Linked DNA regions of Mus musculus: region 1 is linked to region 2. A link is a contact called in public Hi-C data. All regions are on one chromosome and are shown on one strand. The core of a region is the stretch at or near the end of the contact, and the rest is flanking DNA. Distances in the headings are between cores, read along the strand shown. Region 1 overlaps Cpq (carboxypeptidase Q). Region 2 holds the start of Sdc2 (syndecan 2).

Region 1 (2,700 bases), core at 67-2,566, 410 kb before region 2:
TTGAAGGCAGCTCAGTGACAGCCTGACAGCAGGGGAGAGGACCTTACACAGGAGAGGCAAGACGTGAGGGAAGCCACTGTGATGTTGCTATCATGAGGAATAACCAAAGCACACTGGAAATGAATAGAAGCCTAGAGGCCAGCTGAATGCAGAAGAAGCTTCCCATATGGAGAAGGGTAATGGTAGAAAGAGACTCAGGCTTCTCTCTTTTTGCCAAATTTTGAGTTCTTGGATCTTCACTAAGAACATGCACCAGCCTAAGCCTTACTGGCTTGGAACTGAACTTTGGCACCAAAACAGGGAGGTCTCTTCATTCATGAGCTACTCATTCTCATGTGGACAGAAGAGCCGTAGATATTGTCTGATATGTTTTATTCTGTTTTGTTTCTTTAACTCTTCTCATTGCCAACCTGCAGCCTCATGCTCTGTTATTTTACTTACCCAGGGGACTAAATGTATGCAAATTAAAGAAATATTGAAATAAGTTTAAAACAACAACAACAAAAACAGAGACTAAATTCACACAAATTAAAGAAATATTGAAATAAGTTAAAAAAAAATCAAACAAAAAACCAACCAAACAAACAACCAACCAAACAAACAAACAAAAATGCTTTGGTTACCTTATCCTAAAACAGTTTGTGACTTAGCAAGATGGTTCAGCAGGTCATTCAACCAAGTCTGATGACCTGATTTTTGTTGGTAGGGTCCACATGGTCATAGAAGAAAAATGAGTTCAGTAAGCTGTGTCTGACCTCCAAGTGTGCATTGTGGCATGTATGTGCACAAACACATGAACAAAGAGACATACATACATACATACATACATACATACATACATATAGACAGACACATAAAAACACACATGTACACAATCCCACACACATGATGCAGTAAAAACTACAAATGTCTCAACCACAGTTATTAAATGATAGATACTGTTGTTGCTTTATCTTTCAGTCATGTCCTATATGCTACCCTGTTCTGCTGACTTCCAGTGCCATGAGCAACTTGATCAAGCACTGTAAAAGGGAAAGAGAGTGATTGTGTTTTGAAAGAGACAGTTTGAAAGAGTGGTAATTTGATAAATCCTATAACTTAATGAACTTTTCCACTTTAAAAAAGCCTAAGTAATCTAAAGTGACTATGTCTTCCATTTCTACATGATCCCTCTCCACAAATGTTCCTTTATTTTCCATTGACAAGGCAGGATAATGACCAAAGCTCCTAAGATGTCCACTCCCATCCCTTCTCTGGGGGATTGATGTGACTCATTGCATTTGGCTATTACAACAATCTCTCTTTTCACAAAAACACTGGCCAATAACAGCAGGATGATCACATCATTTGCTCCCAGTAGTGTGAGAAAGAACTGCCCACACTCCCTAGCTCTGAAGACAGAAAATAGTCACAATTCTCCATCTCACTAAGAGAAATGTTCATGATCCTTAGATAGTAGTATACTGAGAAAAGGACAAGAAATTCTCCTCTTTAACAAGTGCCTCCAGTGGAAGTAAAGAATCAAAGGAGGGCTGCCTTGTGGCAAGCACAGGCCTCGAGATCCATTTTATTCCCACTGTTGCTGATGTAATTGTGAATTACTGCTGCATTTATAATTAAGAATGGAACAGATGGTAATGCTTAGCATTAGGCAATAAGGAGTGGCCATTAAAACAATCGAGAATGCCAGCAGTTTATATGATATCACAGGGTTAGTTTACCATAACAAAGTTTTATATCCATGGAAAAAGAGGTATTAAGGCCCCCTCGTTCTCATCACAGCTGTCCCTTTGTTGAAGATACATTGTACATCCTGGGAAGATTCCAACCTTTTTAAAATTGCTGGTCATATCTTGACTTTATTATGAGCAGTCATCACAAGTGGCAGAGCATGAAATCCAAGATGTAATATTCACCATCAAGAAGAGCAGTTGGGAAGGCACTGGAGATTCACTGGAATCACACTAGGATGGTACTGGGTGTCGGGCAGAGGTGGGGGGGAGGAAAATTCTAGAATTCTCCAAGAATATGGACAAAAGGCCAGACATCCTGAAGAGCATAAGGGTTACTTAATTGTAATACAAAATGAAGCAAAACTTCTCTTCCATTTCATGGTGGAAGGTTATCAGTGTGTGTAGCCAAAAGGGCAATAGTAATAGAGTTTGTCTACTAGCAATAGAAATATCAACTAGCTTTTAAGAAAATCTGCTTCCTGACTTTAACCTCTTCATGGATATTTTTGTCTCTGATAATGCGAGACTTCTAAACAATTTCTCAGCCTTGAAATTTGCCTACAGATTCTTCATCTCACTTCAGGCAGGCTTCTGTCTTATCAGGACATGATGGGACAGTCACTCTAAAGCAGTGTAAACTCTATGCCTAAGTTCACTTGTTTCAGTCTGCTGCTGTCCTTGATTGTCTCCATCTTTTCACCAGTGTCTGATATGTGCCAATCTCAGGCAATATCACTACTACTGAAAAATGAATTGTAGCAGAAAATTCTTGTTCACATTTAGAACACCCCAAGGCAGAGAATTAACAAAATTCTGTTATCAATAACGTAATATATCAAAGAATGATGATTAAAAATTAAAGAAATAATACAGAATAAAGATAGGCATAATAGGGTAGAGGCTTGAGAACTATCAATAACAATGTTCAAAATCTGTGAACTCATTTTCTGCTTGGCTGATCATTAAG
Region 2 (2,700 bases), core at 158-2,657:
AATCTACATTCCCTCCAGCAGCCAGAGGATCTGAGGGCCAAAGCAATGTCACAAGCACCCTCATCTTTCCATTTTGAAAAATTCCATCTCTCTCCAACAGCTTTGCTCCACAAGGACCGTTCCTGGAAGATCCCAGAAACCAGAGAGCCCAGGCCTGTTCCCAAAAGCTCCATGAAGCCAGGAGCCTCCAAATAGACCACCGACTGCATCTCCACTTAGTGTGGGCCCCTTGCCACAGCCACAGGGAGCATTAAACAAATGCACTTTTAGAAACTTTCACTCCTGATACTCTCGGTTTCCTTAATATGGACCCTATCTCCCTAAACTTGCCTTCAGTCAAGCTCAAAGCCTGGAGTAGGGGGATGTGTGCAGAGGAACAGATCCTCCCCAAAGTTTCCAACTCACCCCTGGGGTTTGTCCAGTACACAGAGCTTACTGGATCCTTTCCTGGCCCGCAGTGGTGCTCTAGTAACCTGCAACTTTTAGCCCTCTGTCCTTCCTAGACTACACCATAAAATCCCCCAAGGCAGAAAGCTGGAAATGACTTTAAGGACCTGTGGGGTCCCTAACCTCCAAGTCTTGTGCTCCCACCCCCTGAAGACATGGCTTGGGTAACTCCCTGTAGCAGCTCAATTGTGCAAGAGGGAAAAGGAAGAGCCCAGGGGCAAGTGGTTGAAAAGCAAGCTCATTTGTTTCAGTAGAACCTAGGCAGCCCCACGTTCAGGGTTGGCAGATCCCCCAGGTAGCATCCCCCAATTACCCTCTGGCTCTTCTATTTGCCCGGGCACTCTTAACAGTGCACTTCCCCGGCTGGGCCCACTCACCGTCTCTGCGGACACACAGGCCATCAAGCCCAAGGTGAGCAGGATCCACGCGCGCTGCATATTCCCCAGGGATGTGGCTCCTACCCGGATAAAAGGAAGCCCAGAGCAAGCCTAAGAGGGCCTAGAAAAAAAAGAAGCTGAGCCGCCTCCAGGAGAGAGGTTTGGGCTCCGATTCCGAGCTCTAGCTGTCTTCTCTGGCGCCTGCTCTAGCGTTCTCCCTGCGCCCCGGAAACGCGGCGCCTTCTCACTTGTTGGCTTCTGTACTCCCAACCCAGAGTTGCTGCTTCGCGAGGCTGTTTTCTTGGTCTGGTCCTACAGGGCAGCGTTGTGCTTTCACTCGGCGGACTCCGGTGTCTGGGTCGCAATGCTGTCTGATTTGAAGCAAGCAGTCGATGGGTTGAAACCGAGCTGCCGCTCAAGTTTAGGATGCCGAAAGGCGAACGGCGGCGGGGACGCGCGGTCTGAGGGGCTGGAGCTCCAGGAGTATCTGGAGTACAGCACTCTACAGCTAGACTGGTGGCTTGGCTGCAGCGCCCCTCCTTCTACGCGCCGCCTCCTCCTGGGTCCTCCCCCTCGATCTCACCCCACACCCCTCCGTGTCCTCTCCCTGGTCCTGGTCTTGGTCCTGCTCAGCCTCCGCTTCAACCGCCCCTACCTTCCCTCCCTTCTTAGCCTGGCCCTCAAGGTTCCTCCCAGCTACTGGGGGAAAGGAGGTTGCCAGGACTCCATGATAAAACCAGGGAGAAATTCTTACGGGATTACACTGGGATTGGCAGCTCCCAGAGCCAGTGGGAGCCAGCAGCTCCACTCTGTGGCTGTCCTGAGAACCTGCCTCTGCAAACCTTAGTGCTCTTTCATTTTCTCTCTCCTTCTTTCCCCTTCTCAACACCCTCTCCTCTCCCCACCACCCTTCTGTCTCCCTTTCCCTTTCCTTCTCCTTTTCTTCGCTGTAATTTTCTAAAGAAAATTCGATGAAGGTTTAATGGGCATATTGAGCCTTTTCTTACTTGTGAAAATTGGGTCAATAGAAAGATGAGAGTCGAGAAAAATGAGAAAGTTTATACATCCCCTTCAAGTATTCACAGTGCCCATAGGTCTCCAGATAATGAAGATTGCAATTCAAAAACGACAAAAATAATTGTAACAAGTTAGTGTTAAGATTCTCCTTGGAACTTTCCCCCATGACCCACCTCCACCCCCATCCCAACTATAACCCACAACCCACAACCCTCAAAAAGGTAGAAAAACAAAACCCAAAACACAACAACTCCAAAGCACAACTCATTAAAGGCTTACAAACCATTTCTGCTGCTCACAGTTTGTACCCTGCCTCCTGACTCACACACACACAAACACACACACACTGCCCCAGGCATCAGCTAAGTTCGATTTCCATATTTTTACTTTTGGAAAATGTAAAATTGCAACAGATAAGGATGAAAAATTAGAGAGTCTAGATATTAGCAGATGAATTTCAGAGAATGAATGGTTAAGTAGTTTCTGGCTTTAAGAAAATGAGTATGTATTTCCTACATAAAGCAAAAGCATGCGTCATGTAGTTCGGTGCTGTATGGTGCTACAGAACCAGGCAGGCACATACTCTTCTAATGCTCACCGATGTTCTCTTGGATTTAGAAACTGAATGAATTATGGACCCATTTTCTTCTGTAATGTCCATTTATAAAGGGACAGGGACATTTCAGTATTAGCCACTATTTTGTTATCATGTAGGATGAATTAAAAATACATAATAACTATTTTGTAGGTAAATACTACTCCAGACCTCAAGCCACACCATAAAAAGCTCTGTGATTTTCTCACACAAACACATACCCATACACACACACACACACACACGCACACATGCACAAACACA

What was found. Hi-C and Micro-C count contacts between places; a contact is called where the count stands out from the background.
Region 1: a Hi-C map of ventricular fibroblasts shows a contact between it and region 2, with 4 times the contacts expected there. The contact joins the enhancer-like site here to the promoter of Sdc2 in region 2. A contact is called at or near these places in 2 of 39 promoter capture datasets (the 3T3-L1 cell line and liver), 1 of 15 datasets of contacts at CTCF or cohesin (the NIH/3T3 cell line) and 3 of 484 Hi-C or Micro-C datasets (the AML12 cell line, the C2C12 cell line and ventricular fibroblasts).

The regions. Positions count from the first base shown.
Region 1 is chr15:33,329,122-33,331,821 of GRCm38.p6, reverse strand. The region is part of intron 4 of Cpq (carboxypeptidase Q); the gene reads right to left. Among named protein-coding and RNA genes, the nearest start is that of Cpq, 250 kb to the right of the region's middle. Within about 2 kb of position 1,316, at least 20 of the 459 cell types and tissues checked have an H3K27ac peak or open chromatin away from gene starts, as enhancers often do. A contact at or near this core is called in the C2C12 cell line, where this site is marked.
Region 2 is chr15:32,919,430-32,922,129 of GRCm38.p6, reverse strand. It overlaps Sdc2 (syndecan 2), which reads right to left and starts at 1,407. Exons shown (of 5, transcript NM_008304.2): 1 at 825-1,407. The coding sequence starts at 884.